Linked DNA regions of Gasterosteus aculeatus: region 2 is linked to region 1. A link is a contact called in public Hi-C data. All regions are on one chromosome and are shown on one strand. The core of a region is the stretch at or near the end of the contact, and the rest is flanking DNA. Distances in the headings are between cores, read along the strand shown. Region 1 overlaps celsr2 (cadherin, EGF LAG seven-pass G-type receptor 2). Region 2 holds the start of ccnd3 (cyclin D3).

Evidence for each region. A called contact is a pair of places that touch in the nucleus more often than the background predicts.
Region 2: a Hi-C map of tail fin shows a contact between it and region 1, with 2.5 times the contacts expected there. The contact joins the promoter of ccnd3 here to the enhancer-like site in region 1. A contact is called at or near these places in 2 of 6 Hi-C or Micro-C datasets (tail fin and whole body).

Annotation. Positions count from the first base shown.
Region 1 is chr17:9,484,565-9,490,963 of fGasAcu3.hap1.1, forward strand. It overlaps celsr2 (cadherin, EGF LAG seven-pass G-type receptor 2), which reads left to right. Exons shown (of 34, transcript XM_040203515.2): 13 at 1-32; 14 at 133-253; 15 at 355-538; 16 at 661-762; 17 at 911-1,005; 18 at 1,171-1,380; 19 at 1,479-1,662; 20 at 1,879-2,197; 21 at 2,471-2,638; 22 at 2,728-2,851; 23 at 2,931-3,131; 24 at 3,226-3,400; 25 at 3,804-3,916; 26 at 4,131-4,213; 6 more. Among protein-coding and RNA genes, the nearest start is that of dstyk, 22 kb to the right of the region's middle. Within about 2 kb of position 2,582, at least 7 of the 9 cell types and tissues checked have open chromatin away from gene starts, as enhancers often do.
Region 2 is chr17:9,522,002-9,528,705 of fGasAcu3.hap1.1, forward strand. ccnd3 (cyclin D3) reads right to left here and starts at 2,398. Exons shown (of 5, transcript XM_040203524.2): 1 at 2,104-2,398; 2 at 1,809-2,024; 3 at 1,515-1,677; 4 at 526-668; 5 at 1-278. The coding sequence starts at 2,340. The coding sequence ends at 66. bysl (bystin-like) reads right to left here. Exons shown (of 7, transcript XM_040203523.2): 1 at 6,516-6,704; 2 at 6,007-6,163; 3 at 5,748-5,886; 4 at 5,525-5,658; 5 at 5,249-5,409; 6 at 3,874-3,976; 7 at 3,000-3,751. The coding sequence ends at 3,397. med20 (mediator complex subunit 20) reads left to right here and starts at 6,562. Exons shown (of 4, transcript XM_040203527.2): 1 at 6,562-6,704.

The sequences.
Region 1 (6,399 bases), core at 1,332-3,831:
AAGAACTACTTTGGCCGTTACTGCGAAAAAAAGTAAATTTTTTTCAACGTTTATGTAAAACCCTGTATGTTTTTGTGTGGCGTGTTGTTTTGTTGCTCTGCAGGAGAAGTAATGCTGTACTTGTGTGTGCAGAACCGATTTGCCGTGTCCCAGAGGCTGGTGGGGTCACAAGACCTGCGGCCCCTGTAGCTGTCAGACAGACAAGGGCTTCGACTCTGACTGCAACAAGACGAGCGGAGAATGCCGCTGCAAGGTGAGCATGTGCCCGACCTGCACCGACCGAGGCCGCTAATGGAAAACAGATTTTTTTGTTTTTCAATTGATAATCAAAAACTTTGTCTCTCCACTCCACAGGACAACCACTACCTCCCCGAAGGCAGCGACACCTGCCTGCTGTGCGACTGCTACCCGGTCGGCTCCTTTTCCAGAGCGTGCGACCGAGAGAGCGGCCAGTGCCAGTGTAAACCCGGCGTCATCGGGCGCCAGTGTGACCACTGCGACAACCCCTTCGCTGAGGTTTCACCCAACGGCTGCGAAGGTCAGAATGAATCCGATTACTCTCAGGTTATTACAATGCTTAATTCATAGGCCCCACTTTATTGTAGCTAGAAATATATTAAATATATTAAATCTCTCTCCCTCCTGCTCCACCTCACTCAGTGATCTATGACAGCTGCCCTCAGGCCATCGAGGCCGGGATCTGGTGGCCCAGGACTAAGTTTGGTCTCCCTGCAGCAGTTCACTGTCCCAAGGGAACTCTCGGTATGATGTTTTTTTTTCAGGCTGCCCATCAAATGACCAGTATAATAATATATAAGCAGTATATTAAACTTGCCTCAAGCCTTCTCTCCCCGCTGCAGCTCCACTGTTTCTCAACTCCCACGTGGTAACTTTCTCCCCCTTTCTTCAGGCACAGCGATCCGCCACTGCGACGAGCACAAGGGCTGGCTGCCTCCCAATCTCTTCAACTGCACCTCTGTTACCTTCAGCAAGCTGAAAGCCCTGGTGTGTGGCTTCTCCCTCCGTCTTATCTTTTTAAATGAACCTTAGGATTCCAACAATAACACCCTCATTTGTAATTGAAATTGATATTTTTCAGTTCGGTTAAAAATACCTTTTACTCACGCAGCATCAAAACGTAAATGAATGATTATCCTTTCCTCCCTCCAGTCTGAGAAGTTTTCCCGTAACACGTCGCTGCTGGACTCTGGACATGTCCAGCAGACGGCCGCCATGTTGGCCAACGCCACCTTGCACACGGAGAAGTACTACGGCAGCGACGTGAAGGTGGCTTATCGGCTCACGCAGAGTCTTCTGCAGCACGAGAACAAGCAGCAGGGCTTCAACCTCACAGCTACGCAGGACGTCCACTTCACTGAGGTGAGCAAGCGTGTATCTCAACAATAAACAACAACAATGCATTGTTGCCGTTTTGGCAACTGTCACTGTCAGCTGAACTCTCGCTTGTTTTCTGACAGAACCTGGTCCGCGTGGGCAGCGCCATCCTGGCTCCGGACACACGGACGCACTGGGAGCTGATCCAGCACTCGGAGGGCGGCACGGCAGCACTGCTGCGCCACTACGAGGAATACGCAAACACACTGGCTCAGAACATGAGGCAGACCTACCTCAGCCCCTTCACCATCGTCACACCACACATAGGTGAGAGGCTGGGAGGACCCACGAAGGCTGTGGGCCGCCGGGGATCCATATTCCCAACGTGCAGTGGGTGCATATGCTGTTTTGTCGGTTTGAAAAAATGTTTATGATCAGGACAACATCGTTGGAGTAATTAAAGAACAGAAAGCAGATAAAATAAATTAGAAATCGTAATCATATTATTATCACAATATAAACACATAATGTTTTTCCCCACAGTCATTTCTGTGGATCGCCTGAAAAAGATGAATTTCGCTGGTGCCAAACTGCCGCGGTACCAGTCCCTGAGGGGTCCTCGTCCTGCTGACCTCGAGACGGCCGTCACGCTGCCCGATTCCGTCTTTCAACCACCGGTGGACACTAAAGGCCACAGACACCTGGATGTCTTCCCGGAGTCGTCTCTGAAGAACCGGTCAGCCAATAGGAAGAGACGCCACCCTGATGACGACCAGCCCGACGCCATCGCCAGTGTGATCATCTTCCACAGCCTGGCCTCGCTGTTACCAGAGAGCTACGATCCAGACAAGAGAAGTCTGCGGTAAGAACAATTAACTGGAAGCAAAGACAACGGTGTTACGGGTTATTCTTCTGTGCCATTGACCTCTAAATCATCCAACAATGTTCCTTTGTTAACATCAACACGGTGCATAGCTCATCAAATATGTATTATTCCACTGCTGAAAATATTTACTCTTGTTGTAACTTACTGCCAATGCGTTTGGGACACTCTATACTTTTGACCATTTTTCTATAGATTCAGTTGGAAACAATTCATGCCTTTGATCGTGTATTTCTTTTACGTTGTCTTCAGGGTGCCAAAGCGTCCGGTCATCAACACGCCAGTGGTCAGTATCACTGTCCACGACAACGACGAGCTGCTGCAGCACGCACTGGACAAACCCATCACCGTGCAGTTCCGCCTGGTCACCACCGAGGAGCGCTCTAAGCCCATCTGTGTCTTCTGGAACCACAACATACTGTGAGTACAGCAGAGCTCTCGGGATTAGAGAAGAAGCGTGAAGTTGTGGTATTCTTACATTTTCCTCTGTTGTTTGTGCTTCGTGTCAGGGGCGGGAATGGCGGCTGGTCGGCGAAGGGCTGCGAGGTGGTTTTCAGAAACGGCACCCACATCAGCTGTCAGTGTTATCACATGACCAGCTTTGCCGTCCTCATGGACATCTCCAGGAGAGAGGTGAGTGACGCGAAAGAGTCCCAATAAAACCACGAAGATCGTTATTCTGTGACTCAAACGTCTCTCTTCCAATCGTCAGAATGGAGAGATCCTGCCAATCAAAATCCTGACGTGGAGCACAGTGGGAGTGACGATGGGCTTCCTCTTCCTCACCACGATCTTCCTCCTTTGTCTGAGAGCCATGCAGTGCAACAAGACCAGTATAATCAACAACGGAGCTGTTGCGCTCTTCCTTTCCGAGCTCATTTTCATCCTGGGCATCAACCAGGCAGACAACCCGGTAATCAATCTGTTCTCCGTCTATTCCACTTAGTGTTTCCTCCCCGTGTTTTAATCTTCCCTCCGTCTTCCAACCTGATGTTCTCTCTGTGCAGTTTATGTGCACCGTCATCGCCATCCTGCTGCACTTCTTCTACCTGTGCACTTTCTCCTGGCTCTTCCTGGAGGGTCTGCACGTCTATCGCATGATCAGCGAAGTGCGAGACATCAACTACGGACCCATGAGGTTCTACTACCTGATTGGCTGGGGAGTACCAGCCTTCATCACAGGTCCGGACCTTCACAAGAAACTGTATTTTCTGTACACATTTAAATCTCTAGCAGCAGCCCCAAACTTGATGGTCATGACTGTCATGCCAGTTATGCAAATCTACTATATGATACTATACGATAATGAGGGAAAATGTGTTTCACCTTTTATTTTCAATTTACACAAAGCAGCTGACCTCATTTGGTGGCATCGATCACACAGCTTCGTTATCCAACACACTCACTGCGTGAGTGACTTAAGTCACAGTGAAAATTACAGTGTTAATACGTGAGACACCTCCAGTAAAGTGTTCTGAGAGCTGGCGACTTTAGATGAACAGCTCTCTTGGAACCAAAGAATGTTTACACACACCGCAGCTGTCATCTGACGCCGCTGCGTGTCTTTTGGGGGGTTTGTCTGCAGGTCTGGCAGTGGGACTTGACCCTGAAGGCTACGGGAACCCAGACTTCTGTTGGCTGTCCATGTACGACACTCTCATCTGGAGCTTCGCCGGGCCGATCGCCATGGTGGTGTCGGTGAGTCCCTGTACATCCCTGAGATCCACACTGTTGTTTGAGCGGAACTCCGTAAACGCGCTCCAACGCGGCGACTCAAGCCGACCTCGTCAGAGCGACTCCAGAGAGTAAACACGCCCTCCGCTGTCCTGACGGGGAGATTAGTTTGACGTTTACTCTCAAAATCTCCCGCCATTTTGTAAGTTGTGAAGCCGTTTGATTAATGTGTCCACAGATGAACGTCTTCCTGTACGTCCTGTCGTCCAGAGCGTCCTGCACAATGAGACACCACAGCATCGAGAAGAAGGAGCCTCGTGTGTGAGTCTCCCAGCGGCTCCATCAAATATTAATGTTGACTCAAAGTCACTTTGCCAGTCAGCTCAGCCTGAAATTGCGAACTTTCCAATCAAACCACTACAATTGGACAAACAACCAATTTAAATAATGTCAATAACGACATGAAATCAAACCACTCCTTTGATCGCTCCAAAAACAACAGCTCAATAATCTGTCATCCTGGCTTCTCTCTCTAAACTGAATCAATTTAGCTTTTGGACTTTGAGGCAGATCGGATCATGAAGACTCAATACTTGCTGCTGTTCAGGGTTATTTTTACGTTTTTTTTCATATTTCAAACCATCGGATCTTTTGTGGAAATAAGTGTTCCACAATTTATTGCACAACAGCCTGTTTCCGGTTGCATCCGATGGTGCCATTAGGGCTACGCTTTGCATTTCTACAGCTTTACATTTCCCTGCAGCTACGTGGTCATGTTTCCACACAATGTGCTGCTCTGTCTCTACGTTTCTAAGTCAATAAATGTGTGCAAATCATCCTGACGGCACCTCACTACCTTCTCATGTGACTCTGCAGCTCAGGCCTAAAGACCGCAGGTGGCGTTCTCCTCCTGGTTTCAGTCACATGTTTTCTGGCGCTCCTCTCCGTCAACAGCGACATGATCATCTTCCACTACCTGTTCGCCGGGTTCAACTGTGTTCAGGTGATCCACGCAGTTCCCCCCCCACCCCCGTGAAACACTTTGAATGGTTGATTTCTGTATTTCTTCTCTTATCCTCGTCCTTCTTCTCTCGCCCAACCGCAGGGTCCGTTTGTTTTCTTCTTCCGCGTTGTCTTCAATAAGGAGGCGAGGAATGCCATGAAATACTGCTGCAGCCGCAAGCGCCCGGATCATATGATCAAATCCAAGGCCTCTGTGAGTCCCTCCGCTCTGTTCAGCCAAGCGCTTTAGTTAGTTGCATTTGTCACTGAAGATTTAGATATTGCAATGTTTCTCCCAACACAAACTATCCCATAACACAAAACCGTTGAGGATAGCAACGTGTTGACATATATGTGTTGACTTAAATAATGAGGCTGGCGATCTGTATTATTTGTATTCACAACAAATCCCCAAGGCCAAAACCAGCAGTCAATTGGTTCCACTAACACGTTGTGCCTGTGTATCCGAAGCCTGTAATGTCTTACACTGTGCGCCCATTGTTGACAAAAAATCTATAAAAAAGTAGAATCATAACATTTGTAAACAAAACAACAGTGTACATTTCTAGAAGTAGCTCACAGAAGCCGCATGCTCCCTGTTTATGCTGTTTGAACAGCTTTTTAATCCTTAGAAACGCTGAACTTTCCCTTGTTTCTCTCGTTTCAGGGCTACAAATGCAACACAAACTACATGGACGGCCGATTGTACCACCTTCCCTTCGGAGACTCCAGTGTGTCCCTGAACGGCACGATGCAGAGCGGCAAGAGCCAGCAGAGCTACGTGCCGTTTGTTCTCAGGTAGTCAAACGTGAATGAAAAATGAATATTTATTTGCTGAATGATTTCGACCGTGACAGGAGGGGCTGTAAGCCGATTTCTTGTGTCCTTTCAGGGACGACGGGTTGAGTAACAGTCAAGCGCACATCGCTCTGAACGACCATACGTCCCTCTTCCATGAAACGAAGGACCTGGACGGTATTGCTCTCATTCAGTATCTCCTAATTAGCTTCAACTGCAACCATCGCTACGATGTCTTTAAACCTCTCCCCCGTGTCTGCGTGCAGATCATGACAGCGACTCGGACAGCGACCTGTCGCTGGAGGATGACCAGAGCGGCTCCTACGCCTCCACACACTCCTCCGACAGCGAGGACGAGGAGGGGCCACTCCCCCCGGGGGAATGCTGGGAAAACATGGCGTCTAACGTCGCCAATAGGCCGCATCCACACGGTGCAGGTGCTCATCTGAACCCTCTCTTTCGGTGCTTTCTGTGATTTATAAAATCATCAAAGACTCTTTAAACATCGGGATAAAACCTTTTTAGGATGGAATGTGCCACTTACATGTGTTTTGTCCACATTTCATTTTTTCTTTTTTCAGACAACAGTTTGGGCAGGATGCTCTGGCCAGCAGATTACTCGGCCGCAGCGAGTGATGGCGAGGTCGCGTGTGCGGACAGAATGAAGCCGAACATGCCGGCCAATCCAGAGCCGAGTCCTGGCTCTG
Region 2 (6,704 bases), core at 1,148-3,647, 37 kb after region 1:
CAAACATCGCTACTAGAATTCAGTGCGAGTGATGTGGCTCGGTTTTGTGGCTGTAAAAGTATTATTTAGTCATTCGTGTCAGGAAGGGGTGATTTTAGCTTCAGTTCCTGAGGCACTGGGACTGGTGTAAAGACAACATCCTGAAAGTCTGCAGGGGTGTAGCTGATCTCTGAGCTGTGTGCTCCTGATCTGCAAACACAGGCTTGGTGATGGGAACAAGAGGGCAGGCTGAGCTCCAACACGCTTCCCAGCTGGTCATAGCAGAGGAGGGCCGAGCTCTGTTCAGGGTCAGATTGAGAGAAAAGCAACCATAAGTTCATCAGTGGACAGATACTGTGGCTGTTGACCAATACTGCATGTGCGTGGTTGTCTTTCTAAACATGCATCTGACGGTCTGTTCTTTGGCTCCAGACTGTTTGAACAGGGAGATTTCTAAAGCGAATCGCCAACATGCCAGTCAATATTGACAACAGGACAAAGTCAAAGAGATATTATGTAAAAATGTCAGTTAAACATTACCCGTACCAGATCAATGTCCAATAGGTCGACCAGAAACATTATCACCGGAACAGGGGAGACGACGGCGTCCGTTAACTTTAGCCTCTGCATGGCGATGCTCACGCAGGCACATGCAATAGTGGAGGGCAAGAACACTGAAAACCTGCAGTCTGACGATAGGGAAAGAAGATTACTTCCTTTTTCAATTTAAAGAATCATACATAAAACCATATTTTAAAAGATATTATATCTATATATTTAAGATGGCCCCCTACAATTCACCGAAGGTACTCGTAGCCTATTGCAAATAGTAGGAAAGTCAGTAAAGGCTAGATGTCGACAGTTAGACGGATTCCACTATTGCAGACACACCTTGATGTACAAAAGCCGACATTTCCCAAAACCCGATAAGCTGGTAGAATATCCTAATTGCCTCAGGCGGGAGACACGATGAAAGGACAAGTCTAACATTCAATCCATGCAGAAACACCTTTTTCAATGAGTTAATAGGACGGAGGCATCGGAATTGTCTTAATTTTATGGGCATAGTGCGTGTAAAACCGCAGCGACGGACTCTCCCTGTGACCTGTTGCCTCGGGCAGCGCCACAGAGATTCGTGGGAAATCAGCCAGCTGAATAGTTGGACTGAGGTCTTTCACAGTAGACAATACGGGATTACACAAACTCAGCCCTTCTGTCTCCAGAATGAACTGCTGACGCATCGCGATCAAAAGTTTTGGCTCCTTTGTGTTCATTGTTATGTGCAAATGTCACGGTCATGTTTAACCCTCACTAAAGGAGGAATATAACAGGGCTAATTTTACTGCACTGAAACAATTGGGCACAGAAATAATTAATCACTACAAGAAATATATTCAAAAGTATTTTTTAACCATTTTATTTATTTATGGATTTTTTTTATCCATTGTCAATGCATATTGTCTTTGCATGTGATCATTTTTGGAATGACAAAAAATATACATGTCACGTGTTGGCAACCCAGTGCTGTAACTTACCAATGGCCACCAGAGCGATATAGGAGTGCACGTGGCGTCGCACGTTGGGAAGGAGGTGGGGCCGAACTAAGGGCAGAGCGTGAAGCACCGGCCCCAAGAAGTCAGAGGGAACCACAGAGGCCAGACACCAGTCCAACCGAGAAACCACTGTCAGCTCCCAATGCTGCAGCGCGCGCGCGCGCACACACACACACACACACACACACACACACACACACACACACACACACACACACTCTACAGTCAATATTATGTGCGCTTATTATTTATATATTTAATAGAAATACGAGTTACCAGAATGTCTGATACGGAAATGGAGTTGTCTGTGTAGATGCAAAGCTTGATGGCCGTCAGATGGACGGTCTCTCTCATTTTGGAGGCCAGGAACATACAAACGGCCCCTAAAAGCTGCAGGTTGCGCTTTTGCACGGCGAACCTGCCCAGGTAACAGTCCAGGTATTGCACCGCCAGCGGAAACACCTCCTCCTCACATCTCTGTTCCTCGCACACCTTCAAGACAGACACGCCGCATTGTTGTAATTTATTTCAACCGGACGACACACGCTGTCATTGTGACCGATTGGTACACCTGAAACATCCACACTGCCAGTATCCTCCGCATGTGGGGCTCGATGTCCGTCTGGACCACCCGGAGGTCCGGGGCCCGCGGGCAGGTCTTCTCCAAGGCCGTCAGGTTGTGCAGTGTTCGGAGGTCGCCGTTCACGGGTTGGTCGCTGCCCGCACGCACAACCACGTCTAGCTCCGCGTCGGCGGCGTTTACGTCTCTGGATCCACGCGGAAGCCGTCTGTCCTCACGAGGATCCATTCGAAGTAGTAGACTGGAATGGCCTTCAAAATGGCCGCGGTTAGTTGGCCGTTATTCCGTTAGCTAACGTTAGCTAGCTGTGCTAACGCTCCCGCGACGTTCGCTAACTTAACTTAACCAGCTTGTTTTAAAGAGGTCCTTTCAAATATCGGCCATTAACAGGCTCGACTGGAAATAGGATTTGTTTGTTATGAAACGTAATTTCATTGATTACATGTTTTTAACTAACGTCATGCTTGAAGCAATGCGGCCGAAGTTACTTGTATCACAGAAGCAAGAATCATTCGTTTTCTGATTTCCCAAAATCAACTGACGTTAAACCAAATTATTCTGAATTTGAATTAAAACCGCTACGTTTTATTTGATTTAAAATTACACATTTACTACTTTAGTCTTAAAATGGACAATTCAACACAAACTGTTATATGTATCTTATTACTGGTATTTATGGATTTAACGTCAGTTTATGAAATATCATCCAGGTGTCTTCCTTCTGCTTTGATCACCACTAGCTGAAGGCCACGTAATCCCAACATAGTGTCCCAACATAGTCTGTAGAAGGCCGACATCGCTGTGGCCGAGGGCTACGAAATCGATTAAACAGTTTTTTACTTTGTTGACCAGTGACAGTAAAAGGTTTCTTGAAATAGTCATTTCACTTTTTAGGTCTTTCTCTGTTGTTTTAATATTTGTATACTAGTTTTCAGATACAGTTCAATCCCAAAAGATTTCAATTGACAGTTTTGACAATGTTCCAGAAAAGACAAACAGTGTATATTGCAGGTAGATAATGTAAATGTTTTTAAAACCCAGCTGCGGATAGAAAGTCAACATACAATGGTAAGAAATACATTTTTAAGCTTTAGTAAACTTAATTCATTTGTAATTGAAAGTGTTGCTTCAAAACAACAAGGTTTCCATAATCAAACAAAAACAAATGACAGTCTGAGTATTTGCAACACTGTATTTAAACGCCGCTATTTTTCTAAACTGTCCCTTCTAGTCAGATAAAATAACCAAGTTGGAATTAACCCAGCACCAGACCAGTCTAAATCCTCAGTCCATCTCCACAGTAACAGGGAGCCCAATTTCGAGATCCCTCGATTCGGAATTTTGCAATTCTCTGCGAATCTCTGCAGAGATCTGAGGGTGTGTTTGTATCTTCAGCATCTCCAGCAGTGCAGTCTTCTGTTCGGAAGCCAGGTCAGCCTTGTACCGCTGAGCCATGGTGAGCAAACTCTGATGCCACAGCACAGGAAGCTCACGTTTTTCATTGCGGAAGGACAGGAAGTGGGCCACCAAGGCATCCAGGACACGGAAAGGCAGGGCGTATTTCTTGTCAAGCAGGAGGCGCAGGAAAATGCTGTTGGCACCGTTGTACTCCATCTCTGCCAACTTAAGCATCGCAGCGCTGAAAGACAAGAACAATTCCCGCATATTGTGCAACCTCCCACGTTGCGTAAATTTGAACATTTCTCCTCTTGCCGACACGCCACAAACCAAAGCAGCGAAGCACAGCCAGCTGAATCCTACCTGGAGTGGAGCACAGGGATCGAGCACTTTGTGAGAATGCTTCCAATGATGATGGCTTCCCTTAGAGTACATGTTCCTGATTCACACAGAGGAAGCAGTATACCTGTAGGACAGAAGAGGCCAAATATATCAAATAAGTATTCCTGTACTTCAATAAGAGTCAGTGATAAGCATGGCTTTTTGGTGCTCTGTTCAGTCGATTAAAGCTCCACAAACACTGAATCCAACCATTAAAAAAAAACATCTTCAAGTTGTGCCTTCTTTACATTATATGGGACAGATGGTAGTGATGGAAATATGTTTATGTCTTAAGAACATAAACCCCATCTGAGATTGTTGTATGTTTAACCCCAAATTAACTCACCGGTTTCATCAGTTAACTAAATTAACTCCAATATCATTGATGGGAAATTACCATTTGTGACTTATGGTTCTTTTGCTCTAATTTTGTGGCAGTTCAGGGTATTCGTGAGCAACACTGCCACTTAGTGGATTTGTCTCATACTGGTGTTTTAAATATAGGTCATGGGATGTTTGGGGGACACTAGTTGCATTAAATCGTGACAGGTTGTTCACAAAAGGAGACAAACAATTACAGCCGAAACAAAGGATACATTTTACCAAATTAAATTTGAGTTTGCTTATTTCTTAGCTTCCACAACCAATGGCGTTATTTTCCTTGTGTAGACTAAAAGCATTTCTAAATGACACGTCCCAGAAAGCCGGTATAAGCTGTCAATTCCTCTCATTTAATTTTATCCACTTTTTTTTTTTTTCAAGGGTCAGATAATAACTAGTAATATGCCAGCTTCAGTTGTACGGCACATTGGTAACAATTGTACTGCATTTACTTTCTGCCTACCCTTTGCTTAAAAGAACAAATGTATTAAATCATACAAATTCAGAATGTGGATCACAGCTAGAAGGGTTCCCCTAATGAATTCAATCAAGAAGAAAATTCATATGATTACAGATTAACAATATCAGGACTTAATCAGAATTTGCCCCCCTCCCCTTTGACTGGGCCAAACAAGCCTTCACATACTTATGAAGGCTGCAACTAATGATTTTGATCATTTATATTTCTAAATTTTTCTTGATTTACCACTTGTTCTTTAAAACCAAATCAACTGTATTTTATATTTGCATGGGTGCATTATAATATGGCAATATGTTCTTCAAAAAGCAAAGATGTCCAGTTTATTGTAATGTAGGACATGCAAGAACATTTGCAACACTTGGGAGAATTTTTGCTTGACAAATGAAAGATACTTGATATTTCCTATTTCACATTCAACAGTTGTTGCCCGCTCTGATGTCAATATCTTCTTGCTTTGAAAAAATCAAAACCAAATATGCATTAAAAGGGCCTCACCTTTAAACCACGCTCCTGGTTTGAACAAGGCCTTTTTCAGAGCACTGTAGAGATGAAAGTTGAGTCGCTTGTACTCTGCAATATCGTCCCGTACTCGGGGCAGCAGCACCAAGTTGTAAAACCTCTGAGCCATTCGCTCTTTGAGATTGGACGAGAAGATTCTAGAAGAAAGGGATGGAGGAAAAACACTTTATTGTACCGTGTTTTAATATCTGCAGTGAATAAGGGAACGTGCTCGGCGTTTGGATGAAACAACAACGGCGTCTGGAGACTCACCGTGTTGCTTGGTACATGGCCGCTGCTGTCCAGGTCTCCGGGTCAGTCAGATAAAGAATCTGCTCCCAGTTTGAAAGAGCCGGGACTATTTTAAAAGCCTTTGGCAATTTACCGCTGCGATATTTAGATAGAACCTAAAACAAAAGAACATTCGGTCACATCTTGAGACTTACAGCCAGGCAATAAATCGAGACTTTCAACAGTTAACTGGAAAAAAACTCACCTTATTGACACCTCTGTACACTTCTACTACCCTCGGGTCCAGTTGGGGCATCGGACGCCCTGACACCTCCGACATCACTGTCCCTACCTCGGTCTGCTTCTCTGTAATCTTCTCCATGATGATATCAGCTAAGGTCCGTCTACAAAGAGAAAGCCCAGCTGAGCATTTACACCAAAAACTGAGCTGCTGTCGTGCGTCATTAAAACGCAAACTCCAACAGCTAGATTCCAAATGAAGCCGGGATTATGTTGCAACTTGCCTCAGTGGAGGGTTTTTATTCATGAACATCTCCATGGCCTTCTCGTCGTCCGGGTCAATGACGACCTCGGTGTCACACACAACATGGCTTTCATCAGCACCTGCCGCTCCCAATGCCGGCCACTCCTCATCGGAGTCTCCATCCTGGGAGTCAGGCCCTGAGATTTGATCACAAGACAAAGATGGTCAATATTTAGGTGAACTTCCTTGATTAACTGAATCCTCTGAGTGGGCTTTACAATATCAGACCCATTCACCATGTTCACTATGCTAATGACTCAAGTATGTGAACTTATAACAGTGCGTTATAAATAAAATGTACAATTATTAACTGACACAGCAGGTGAAATAGTACAGGTTAAATGCACACATAGTAGAGCAGATAAGCCGTGACACAGAAGTGCATTGAAATAACTATTAATCAAATTAATTACATGTCAAATACAACGGAATAGATTTCCAATAATCCGGATGCTGTTCACAGCGAGGAGGACAAACCGAGGACATTACCGAGGACGGTGACGGGTGTCTTCTTCTTCTTCTCCGGGGCCAGACCATACTCGGCCTGAAGCTCATCTTGCTGGATTCGCGCCTGTTGGAGGATCTTCCGAGAGAGACGTTCGTCCACGTAGTTGTCCTCGTTTTGCGCCCGGCTGTCCCTGCTCTTCACTCGGCCTCCGCCTCGCGTCGTGTCCGCCT